Linked DNA regions of Sus scrofa: all the other regions are linked to region 2. Evidence: chromatin contacts called from public Hi-C and HiChIP or PLAC-seq data. All regions are on one chromosome and are shown on one strand. The core of a region is the stretch at or near the end of the contact, and the rest is flanking DNA. Distances in the headings are between cores, read along the strand shown.

The links. A called contact is a pair of places that touch in the nucleus more often than the background predicts. HiChIP or PLAC-seq counts read pairs in DNA pulled down with a chosen protein or histone mark.
Region 1: a contact with region 2 is called in a Hi-C map of skeletal muscle, with 4 times the contacts expected there. The contact joins the enhancer-like site here to the promoter of FAF2 in region 2. A contact is called at or near these places in 1 of 5 promoter capture datasets (liver), 5 of 47 Hi-C or Micro-C datasets (embryonic fibroblasts, mesenteric adipose tissue, skeletal muscle and 1 more) and 2 of 2 datasets of contacts at active chromatin or transcription factors (alveolar macrophages and skeletal muscle).
Region 3: a contact with region 2 is called in an H3K27ac HiChIP or PLAC-seq map of alveolar macrophages. The contact joins the promoter of SIMC1 here to the promoter of FAF2 in region 2. A contact is called at or near these places in 1 of 5 promoter capture datasets (liver), 7 of 47 Hi-C or Micro-C datasets (fetal heart ventricle, fetal liver, heart right ventricle and 4 more) and 2 of 2 datasets of contacts at active chromatin or transcription factors (alveolar macrophages and skeletal muscle).

The regions. Positions count from the first base shown.
Region 1 is chr2:81,633,899-81,637,537 of Sscrofa11.1, forward strand. The region is part of intron 2 of LOC102158524 (a long non-coding RNA gene); the gene reads left to right. Among named protein-coding and RNA genes, the nearest start is that of SIMC1, 22 kb to the left of the region's middle. Within about 2 kb of position 2,238, at least 2 of the 83 cell types and tissues checked have an H3K27ac peak or open chromatin away from gene starts, as enhancers often do. A contact at or near this core is called in skeletal muscle, where this site is marked.
Region 2 is chr2:81,451,996-81,455,568 of Sscrofa11.1, forward strand. It overlaps FAF2 (FAS-associated factor 2), which reads right to left and starts at 2,277. Exons shown (of 11, transcript XM_003123660.4): 1 at 2,151-2,277. The coding sequence starts at 2,213.
Region 3 is chr2:81,611,117-81,614,966 of Sscrofa11.1, forward strand. SIMC1 (SUMO-interacting motif-containing protein 1) reads right to left here and starts at 2,586. Exons shown (of 10, transcript XM_005661476.3): 1 at 2,313-2,586. The coding sequence starts at 2,441.

The DNA.
Region 1 (3,639 bases), core at 988-3,487, 180 kb after region 2:
CTGCCACCTCCTGGCATGTGAGCTCCCTGCACCTTAGTGTTCTCTGTAAAATGGGGTAGTGAGCATTGAGTTATTAAGCAGAAAATAAGTTAATATAGGCAAATACTTCATGAATGTATACTTTTATTATTAACATCATTGGTTTCTCTCTGTTGATTTCCAAAAAAGGCAATCTGGGGAATGTGTAGATGATTCCGTGACTTTATGGTGGATTGCCATCTCAAAAGCCTCTGCTGGCATTTGCCTTTGCCAATCAAGATGGCAAACACGACAGCAGTCAGAAAGCAGAAACTGTGAAATTGTTTGGATATCCTAATTATGCTGGGTAGGAAGACTTGGCATAGGGAGAAGGGCCTGGCAGAGAGAGGCCTTCCTTTGTGTAATTAGTCTGGTCTCTTCTCTTGAAGTTGGTGGGCATCTTAAGTATTTGCAAATGGACTGCCTGAGTGTCTTTTCAAGCAGCAGAAAATTGTGGACTTCCTATTTCCCCAGCGTGAAGGAGGCCCCTCTTTTGAGAATGATGGTATAGAGTTATTGTGGGCTGATTGGCTAGCTGTTGCAGGCCAATCAACTAGGCTTTGGTTGAGGACCTCTTGAAATTCTATCTCAGGGCTTGGAGAGAGAGGGGTTTTGTTAGTGTCTATAACCTTTCCTTAGGAGTGACTTTGTTAGGCTTGCTACAGCTTGGCTATATCAAAATTCAGTGGTGTGGGTAGGGATAAATATGGAGTTTTTAATATCTAATTTTAATTTTAAAATGAAAAATTTAATATACAAAAATCTAAAAATATAGTATGTAAATATATATGCATATATACATACATATATATAATTTTGAGAATTCAGCATTTAATGAAAGTGGATCCAAGTCTAGGAGTTCTAAAATTGTTATTACAGGGAGATTTTATGGTTTTGCATTTTTTTTTTTTTTGTCTTTTTTGTCTTTTGTCTTTTGTTGTTGTTGTTGTTGCTATTTCTTGGGCCGCTCCCGCGGCATATGGAGGTTCCCAGGCCAGGGGTCGAATTGGAGCTGTAGCCACCGGCCTACACCAGAGCCACAGCAATGTGGGATCCGAGCCGCGTCTGCAACCTACACCACAGCTCACGGCAACGCTGGATCGTTAACCCACTGAGCAAGGGCAGGGACTGAACCCGCAACCTCATGGTTCCTAGTCGGATTCGTTAACCACTGCGCCACGACGGGAACTCCTGGTTTTGTCTTCTTTTTTAAAATACCTTTTAAGGGAGTTCCCGTCGTGGCGCAGTGGTTAACGAATCCGACTAGGAACCATGAGGTTGCGGGTTCGGTCCCTGCCCTTGCTCAGTGGGTTAACGATCCAGCGTTGCCGTGAGCTGTGGTGTAGGTTGCAGACGCGGCTCGGATCCCACATTGCTGTGGCTCTGGTGTAGGCCGGTGGCTACAGCTCCAATTCGACCCCTGGCCTGGGAACCTCCATATGCCGCGGGAGCGGCCCAAGAAATAGCAACAACAACAACAACAACAACAACAAAAGACAAAAGACAAAAAAAAAAAAAAAAGAAAAAAAAAAAAAAGAAGACAAAACCAAAACATTCATAAGAGAAGCTTCTAGAAATTCTTGAGAAGGCAGGTAAAACAAACAAACAAAATCATCCATAATCACAGCTCTATGTGATAACCATTACATTTTGGTGCATATCTTTTCATAGCTTTTTCTGTACTCATATGTGCATATAAAATATATATTAGTTTGTTTTATCATCATAGAAATCTTTGGGGGCATAGACAAAGCAAGTATGACATGATAAATCATGCACAGTATTCAATAGAGTTGTTAGCAATATTGTAGGCCAAATGTAAGCAAAAAGCCAGTAACGGTTAATAGACTATTTTCATTTATTAGGTGTGCCTTCTGTGCCTGGTGCTGTAACAAGCATTTTATAGAAGCTGCTACTCAGTTGTCACCACAGATCTCTCTCAGACTGGGTTACCATTGTTTTAGGGCTTCAGGGAAATTAAGTAACTCAAGGTTACTCAATGACAGTACTCAGATCCAGATTTGTCTAAAAGCCTATATGCCTTCTATTGTAGCAGGCTAGTCTGTCTCTGCAAGTGTTGCTTCTCATTTTACAGATTGACATGGCTCTGAGAAGTTGACTCTTGGCCAAGGTTAGGGAGGGATGGAGCCATGTGTTCATTCTCAGAGGACTAACTTGCACCTTCCTGGGAATAGCCAGCTCCCACTTTCCCTGAAGGATGTTGCAAACCAGCTTGCTGCCACTTTGTGCTGGCAGGATATTGCTGTTCAGATGCCTGGGGGACACTTAAGGTTTCAGTGAAAGGTCAGCGAGAGTAAACTTGGATGAATTTGCAAGCATCTGTCATTTAATGGCTGCTTGTGGCTCCACTTCTGTGAACATCCCCTTGGCATTGTGATAAAATGGAAAAGGTTTGTTCCAGGCATTATTTGACCTAGTGACAGCCCCTCCCCGTCATTATGGATATTTTGTGTGTGTATGTGTTTAAGGCCGAATTTCCCAAGGCTAGGGGTCCAATCAGACCCACAGCTGTCAGCTTACAGCCACAGCAATGCCAGATCCGAGGTGTGTCTGAGACCCTACACCGCAGCTCATGGCAATGCCAGATTCTCAACCCACCAAGCGAGACTAGGAATTGAACCTGCGTCCTCATGGGTACTAGTTGGGTTCATTATTGCTGAACCATGATGGGAACTCCTATGGATTCTTTTACTTTCTCCTCTGGATATGTGAAAAGTAAAAGTAGCAAACATTGCCACTTATCACTGAAACAAGAGGAGGTTCATTACTTTTAACTAAGGGTAACAGTAGCAATAGGAAAATTATTAATACCCACACCAGTGAAGAGGCTGCCAGTTTGTGGCAGCCTCAGCTGACTATCAAGGTCATGTTCCACTACCTTTTTTCCTTTGGCACACAGTCCTAGACAGCTTATTCTCCAGCCCCTGGGAACAGCTAAGAAAGAGGGTTATTTCCTTGTACTGTTGATGGGAATGTAAATTGGTACAACCACTATGGAGGACAGTATGGAACTTCCATAAAAAATGAAAAACAGAGTTACCATATGACCCAGAAGTCCCATTCCTGGGCATGTATCTGGAGAAAGCTCTGATTTGAAAAGATACATGTACCCTAGTATTCATAGCACTATTTACAATAGCCAAGACATGGAAGTGACCTAAATGTTCATCAATAGATGGATGGATAATGAAGCTGTGGTGTATATATGCAACGGAATATTACTCAGCCATAAAAAGAAGGAAATAATGCCATTTGCAGCAGCATGGATGGACCTAGAGATTACCATTCTAAGTAAAGTATGCCAGAGAGACAGATAAATATTATATCTATCACTTATTTGTGGAATCTAAAATATGATACAAATGAACTTATTTACAGAACAGAAAGTGACTCACAGACATGGAAAATAAACTTATGATCACCAAAAGGGAAAGCTGGGTAAGGTGATAAATTAGGAGTTTGAGATTAGCAGCTACAAACTACTATATATAAAATAAACAACAAGGTACTACTGTATAACCCAAGGAACTACATTCAATGTCTTGTAATAAACCATAATGGAAAAGAATATGAAAAAATAATATATATACCGAGATAACT
Region 2 (3,573 bases), core at 1,027-3,526:
ACTGCTTAAATAGCATACAAACGTAAAATGCATTTGCTTTATGAAATACAATTTCATAAAGCAATCTTATTACAACTTTAATCTGCTACTCACCTCTCTTTCTTATTTTCCTTTTTTTTTTTTTTTTGGTCTTTTTAGGGCCGAATCTGAGGCACATGGAGGTTCCCAGGCTAGGGGATGAATGGGAGCCGTAGCTGCTGGCCTACACTACAGCCACAGTAGCAGTGGATCCAAGCTGCGTCTGCAGCCTACACCACAGCTCAGGGCAACACTGAATCCCCAATTCACTGAGGGAGGCCAGGGATCCAACCTGAGACCTCGTGGACACTAGTTGCGTTGGTTAACCACTGAGCCACAACAGGAACTCCCTCACCTCTCTTTCTCAGAGAAAATACCCAATAAAGACAAAAATAGAGGTTCCTATGTACTTTACTCAGAAATGCTACCACATATTCATGTTCTTCCAGGTCCAAACTAAGTACTTCATGACTTATAACTCATATCACCTCATTACATTCAAACAATATAGGGGCTTGTCCCTTAAGAGCTGTAAAGGGTAAAATGATCTGCCAAAGTTCAACAAAACTCTGAAATTAGTGGTCTACCAGGAAGTGGAAGCTAGCTGTCTGCTCTTTATTTACTACGATTCTAACTTGCTGTGTCATCAATTTCTCTAAGCAAAACTTCAAAGGCCAACTACTTCTATGATAGTAGTTGCCCATTTATACATTTCCAACCCACTGCTCAATTTAAGAGAAAAAACTCTTTGAAATTGACTGCGGTGAAATCTAATCAAGGAAATTACAGAAGAGAGAACTTGCCAAAAAAAACAAAGAAAGGACAATATTACAGCATCTGCATTTCACTCTCAGTTGTACAATGATACTTAACACAGGTTGTAGAGCACTCAAGAGCTCAGGAAAGGTCTTAGAAAGATGGACTTGGTTTTAAATCTGAGGCCACCACTTAATAGCTGTGTAACCTAAGCATGTGACTTCTTAAGCCTCATATCCTCACTTGTAAAACAGGGATTCTAACAGTGTGAATCTCACAGAACTGTAGGACTAAGTGCTATAATGTATGCTAAGTTTTAGCAAAGTACTTAAAATAAATGGGATTCTAACCACCTATTGTTATTGCCTGGGAAGGAAGGGTCTTGGTAAATACTGTGGAATGAATAAATATATTTAGCACATTTTGTGTTAGGAAATAAGTGTACCACTAACTTTAATTCTACCCCAAGCTAAATAATGATTAACATTAGCAATACTGTTTGAGAGCAGGTTACAGTGTACAAAGCCCTTCAGACATCCATAAACTCACTGCATCTCCACAACTTCCTTAGGGGGTAAACATTTTTAAGATATATATTTTAGAAATAAGGAAACTAGTATCCATCGGGGTGATAAAGAGCCAAGGTTACCTAGGTCTCCTCCAACGAGATTCTCCAGCTCAGAGATGAGGTGCTCAGTGCCAAAAGTTCTTAACCCAAAGATCCACTAAAGGGAGGCAGATTCCTTTTACCACCCTCCTCAAGCAGAGTCAAGCACTGAGTCCCGGAATAAGCCAGGGGTAACAAACCCTTCGGAGGCCACTGATGACATTTATAATGCTGCATTATTTCCTTAGGAGGTGTCCTCCCACACCTTTAGGGCGGGGGGCAGGCCTGCCCCCACCCCTAAGGAGATCTCCCAACACAGGACCTGGCACCCAAGAGGCCCTGAGTACATGTTTGTGGAAATGGCATGTGAGGCTGGTAGGAGGCTTTCCAGAGACCCGAAGCGAGGCCAACTCCGCAGTGGGGATTAAGCATCTCAGTACCGTCAGAGTCGTTGGGCCAACAGGGTCCGACCGGTAACCGGGATGAAAAGGCTGGCTAAGGACGGATTCAGCTAAGGGGAACCTGGGAAGCTGACCCTCTGAGAAGAGAATGAGGAAAGCGGGCGTGGCTGCAACCATTCCCGAAAGGCCGGGGACCGACAAGAGGCTCGGGGGCCGGGGGCAGCAGGGCAGTTGGCGTCTGGGGGGGAGGGGGCCGCCTGCTGGTCTGAGAAGAATCTCGGGCCCAATCTGAACAGGGTTCTGGGCTCCTCTAGGGACCCACTCTCTAGCACGCGGCGACATTCGCTGTACCGAGTACTCGCTGCTACCTGAAACTGCAGCAGCTTCTCGGTCTGCTCCTGGGTTAGATCCCGCTCCTCAGGCGCCGCCATTTTGCCGCCGCCTCTACGCTTCTGACCCGTCCGCACCGTCACCCGCCGGAAGTGACCTCAGCAGCAACCACATCCGGTCTGAACGGCCTCCAGCACGCAACTGCGTCTGCGCGTGCCGGCACACACCCCCGCCCCGCCACGGGGTGGGGGGTGCGGAGAATGCTGGCAATTCCTGCCGCCAGAGGGCGCCATTCTCGGGATGATCTCGAACGGTTCCGGAAATTGTCGAGAGACTGTACAAATCGCTCTTAGGAACAGACCTAACAGAGACTTGGACTCTGGAATAGCTTGCAGAGAGCCGAGAGGTCCCGAAAGCCACTCGGCAGCTTTCGGTTGCCCCCACGCCCCGCAATGTTTCTTAGGAAATTGTGGCAGTTCGCAAATATCGGCTGTTTGATACTTGATTCCTGCCGTCATGTTTCCAGAAGCCCCTGACAAACTATAGGGAGGTTCCAAAAGTCCCCGAATACAATGGTGGGGGTGGAAGGCATTTCCCACGCAGCCTTCGAACCGGAGGCTGTGGGAGGTGTGAAAATTGTTTTGGGCTCAGCCACACGGGTCTTTGATGGTTAGTGGCGCTGCCAGCCTTAGAGCTTTGAGTCCACACCTCCTGCCCTCTGCATCTGCGTACCTCAGGCCTTCTCGGGTCCCTTTGCCCACTGGCCCATCTTCCCTGTGACCGACAGAAGGGAAAGTCCAAGAGCTGGAGTTCCCATCGTGGCTCAGCGGAAATGAATCCGACTAGGAACCATGAGGTTGCAGGTTCGATCCCTGGCCTCGCTCAGTGGGTGAAGTCCTGCGTTGCCGTGAGCTGCGTTTTGGGATCTGGCGTTGCTGTGGCTGTGGTGTAGGAAGCTGTAACTCCGATTGGACCCCTAGCCTGAGAACCTCCTTATGATATGCTGCTGGTGCTACCCTGAAAAGCAAAAAAAAAAAAAAAGTCCCAGAATGGGATCAGGAGACTAGGTTCTGGTGTCCACTTGGCAGAGTGTTGGACGTCCCTGGGCAAACCACCTCCTTTCCAGTCTCCGTTTTGCTGTTGGTGGAATGAGGTTCAGCAACAGCCCCAGATATGCTGCCTCAGCTCCTTCATTTTAGAAGCAGTGGCTCACCCTTTTCACTGCCCTATCCCCACCCCTCGATGTCTGCTGCCTTCTGCAATTTCCTTGCCACTTCTAACCTGCCAGCCCTCTTTAGAGCTCCCATTTTCATTGCCATTTCTTTTCTCCTACCATTTGCCTTCTCTGTTCACCATCCAAAAGGCCTTGGGGGGCAGAGGGGTCACGGTCTGGTGACCACTTTTCCACTGACTACCTGTCTAACTCCTAGCCAGGCACTCAGCCTCTTGGGCTGGGTTGTG
Region 3 (3,850 bases), core at 1,336-3,835, 160 kb after region 2:
CTGGGCAAAGGCGCTTTAGGCTCTATAACCTTGCAAGTCTCTTACTGCCTCTGATCTTTGTGTGGTTATCCTACCACCATTATCTAACTTGCAATGAAGGTAAAAGGAGAACCAGCCTGCAGTTTTTTGAAAGCTGGAGTAAATATCTGGAGAAGCCAGATTTACTTTGAGTACTACTCTGGCAATTAACCTTCATTTCTCTTCAACTCAAAAAGCTCTGCATCATGGAGTTCCCGTCGTGGCACAGTGGTTAACGAATCCGACTAGGAACAATGAGGTTGCGGGTTCAATCCCTGGCCTTGCTCAGTGGGTTAACGATCCGGCGTTGCTGTGAGCTGTGGTGTAGGTCGCAGACTTGGCTCAGATCCTGTGTTGCTGTGGCTCTGGCATAGGCCGGGGGCTACAGCTCCGATTCGACCTCTAGCCTGGGAACCTCCATATGCCGCAGGAGCGGCCCAAAGAAATAGCAAAAAGACAAAAAAAAAAAAAAAAAAAAAAAGCTCCGCATCAAAATGCTTGATTGGGTGCTCATGGGGAGGGGGGCAGTTTGAGAGTGCCCCATGTATGTATATAAAGGATCACAGTATACACATCTGGGCACTTGAAGAAGAAAGCTGGACCAGGATGAGGGAAGACGGACATCGATTGGCAGGAATGGAAGCAGGCTGGAAGGACAAAGTTAAAGGGGGACTGAGAGGAGGAACAGGAAAGAAGAGGAACTGGGAGAGGCAGTTGGGAGTTATTCTGCAGTTATTTTTTCCTTCCTATATTCTTTTCCTTGATTATCTCAGTCGCAATTAGGTCTCCAACGCTCCTTTCTACTTAGATTACCAAATCTCTCCTCTTATGACTTTCCTCCAGAGTTCAAGTCCTCTTGAACTTGGCATTCCCACCACCCCAAGTCTACACCCATTGTATTTGCTCACCCATCAAACATCTGTCTGAACTGCTCTCTCCCCATGCCCCCCCATTCAAATTCCTTCAAACATTCTTTCTTCCAACAAATTTTTTTGTGTGGATCTAGTATGTACCCCATACTGTCACAGCAGTAGGTACATCCCTTCACTTCCCATGTTGGGTCACTTTTACCTTGAAAATCTCTCGTCTGTCCATCTCACCTAAATTCTTTATTCAAATTTATTGAGAATCCCTCTTGGTTGAACCATGGCAACATAGCACCGAAAGTTAATTAGTTCTGCATGCCATTCATTCTACAGTGACCTCCTAGATTTAGCACTAACTACACCTGGGACACAGAAGTGGCTCTCTGTGGGAAGGGGACTGGAGAAGCAGAAACTAGATTAGTATGGACGGTGTATTTGCATATGAAGGAAGGCCTTTACAAATGACGTCAGCGTGACAATTCTGTTATTTCTGGGGTGTGGCTTTGGGCGGCTGGGAAGATTGTTGGAAGTCTGATGCTGAGTCTCCTGAGAGAACGCCGTCTCCCATCCCTTGAGTACTCAATAGCCACTTGTTGATTATCACCTTCTATGACAGGAGCCACGGATGCTGTGTTCTCCATCATATTCCGAGCTCCTAGGGCATCTGGCTCAAAGTAGGGGTTCAATAAATATCTGTGGAGGATTCTAGAAAGGCAGGGACATAGATGTTTTATTCACCACCTCAGGAAGGACAAAGACTAAGGAGCCTGAAGGAAAAAGAAATCGTGAGAGATGTTTCCCTCCCTTTAGAGCTTGGTGAATGTTTGCTCAGCGAAATAAATCACCCCCCCGCCCCCCGCACAACTCCAAAATCGGGCCCCTCACTCCGCTGCCAGGCCCTGGAGCGCAGCCACCATCTGGCCCAGGCCCTGGCTTCCCTCCCTCCGAGCCTGGGCTCCTGTTACCTCCCCTGCATACATCTGTACCCACCACAAGCCAAACAATTACACGCTCCCGCGTCCCCGCCTCGAGGTTCAGGACCTCGCGTCCCCACGGACCCCCAGCCACCGGTCCTGCCAAAGATCGGGGAAGCCTGCGGCCCGGCCTCCGCCCGCTGTGGGCTCCAGCACCCCCACCACCAGGCGCGCCAGGACCTCTTCCATGTGCTCGGCCCCCACTCTCCAGCCTCAGCCTGCTCGGGCTTGAGCCCGGAGCGCGGGAGGCCTGGCTACCCCGGCCCGGGCCCGACGCGCTCCTCGGGGCGGGACACGCCGGGAAGGCGGCAAGGCGGGAAGCGGCTGCAGCTGTGAGGCGCCCAGGGGCGGGCCGCGGGGCAGCCCGAGGCGGCAGGCCGGGCCGCGGGTATCCCTAGTAGGGGCGGCGCTCCAGCCCAGGCGGGGCTGGGCGAGAGGCGGCTCGCTCACTCACCACGGTACGGCGGGGCAGCGTGCCAGGGGTCCGGGACAGGGCCCGGCGGAGCCTCCGTGCCCGGCCGGAGCGATTCCCCCCGGAGCTCTCGGAGCCGCTGTCGTCCGAGATCACGATGAAGTCCTCCATGGCTGCGGGTCCCGGCCGAGCCAGCGCGCGGGCGGCCGGCGACCCAGGAGGCGGCAGCTAAGGGAGCGGCGGCGACTTCAGTTCCTGTGGCTGAGGCGGCGGCAGCGGCGGCGGCGGCGACAACCTGGGCCATCACCCTGCGCCCCGCCCCTTCCCGCCCCGAGCCCCGCCCCGTCGGCCAGGCCCCGCCCCGTCGGAGCCCCTCCCCCTGGCTGCGGGTAGCCTTCCGCTCGGTCGGAGCCGCGGTCACGGGGCTTGGCGGTGGCCCTCGTCCTTCGTTACTCAGGAGAAAAAAAGAGGGAGAGAGAGAGAGAAAATCAAGTCGCAGCCGGCTTGGCCCGGTGTTGGGGGCGGTCGCGCGGAACGGTGAGGCTGTGAGAACTTCCCCAGCTGCTGACTGAAGTGGGAAGTGAGGTGTGAACTGAGACCCCGGGAGAGAGGCCCTCCGGGTAGGACCTGGCCTCGGACTGGCGGCGTAAAGGGTGGCCTTGCCACCGACTGAGAGTGGTTGAGCTGGCCTCTGGCCGAGTGTGGGGAGAGAGGCTTCACTTCTTTGTACACATGTGCAGGTACCTCTGTAGAATCAATTCTTGGAAGTCTAATTACTGGGTCAAAGGCGATGTTTCTGTTGTTTCAATAAATGATGCCAAATGACTCCCCCAAGTTGTACCAGTGCGGTTTCACCAACAATCTATGTCGCTCACAAATTTAAACCGTGAGATTTAGAGATTTGTTCAGTTGGTAGCAGGATCAGAAATTGAAAAAATGCACAGAGAGAAGCGATGAAGGAGCAAACATCATAAATAATTACATGTTAGGAGTGAGCAAAAAAGATATACCCAGTGGAGGGAGAAGTGGTAGGTAGTCAGAGGACCAGATGGGATCTGTGTTACAATAAACGTGGGGTGGACACAGAATGTTGCTGCTCAGGCTCTAGCAATTTGGTGAAACGTATTAAGAGATCCAAAGGAAAACGTGTTTATGCAAAGGGGATTGGTTTCTTAAGCAATTGTTATCAGGTGCTCTTTTAGCACTGCCTAGAGCAGCAATTCTCAGACTTTAGTAAGCATCAGAATCACCCAGAGGCTTGTTAAAACACAGATTGCCACGCCCAACCCCAGGATTCTGACTCAGTTGGTATGAGGTGAGGCTGCCCAGTTTTCATTGCTAACAAGTGCCCAGGTGATGTGGATGCTGCTGTTCTGAGGACCACGCAATGAAAACCACTGGTCTGTGGCCCACTGGTTTCGGATGTTCTGATGGTGTGAAACCATCTTTGTGGTGAAGAGATTCATTGTCTTCACCAAATGCGATTAAACATTTAGCTTATTTAACTTATCTAGGCTTCTGGTACTCTTTACCTCTGTTACTACTTCTTTTCAGTCTCAGCTGACACTTGCTGCTCTAAC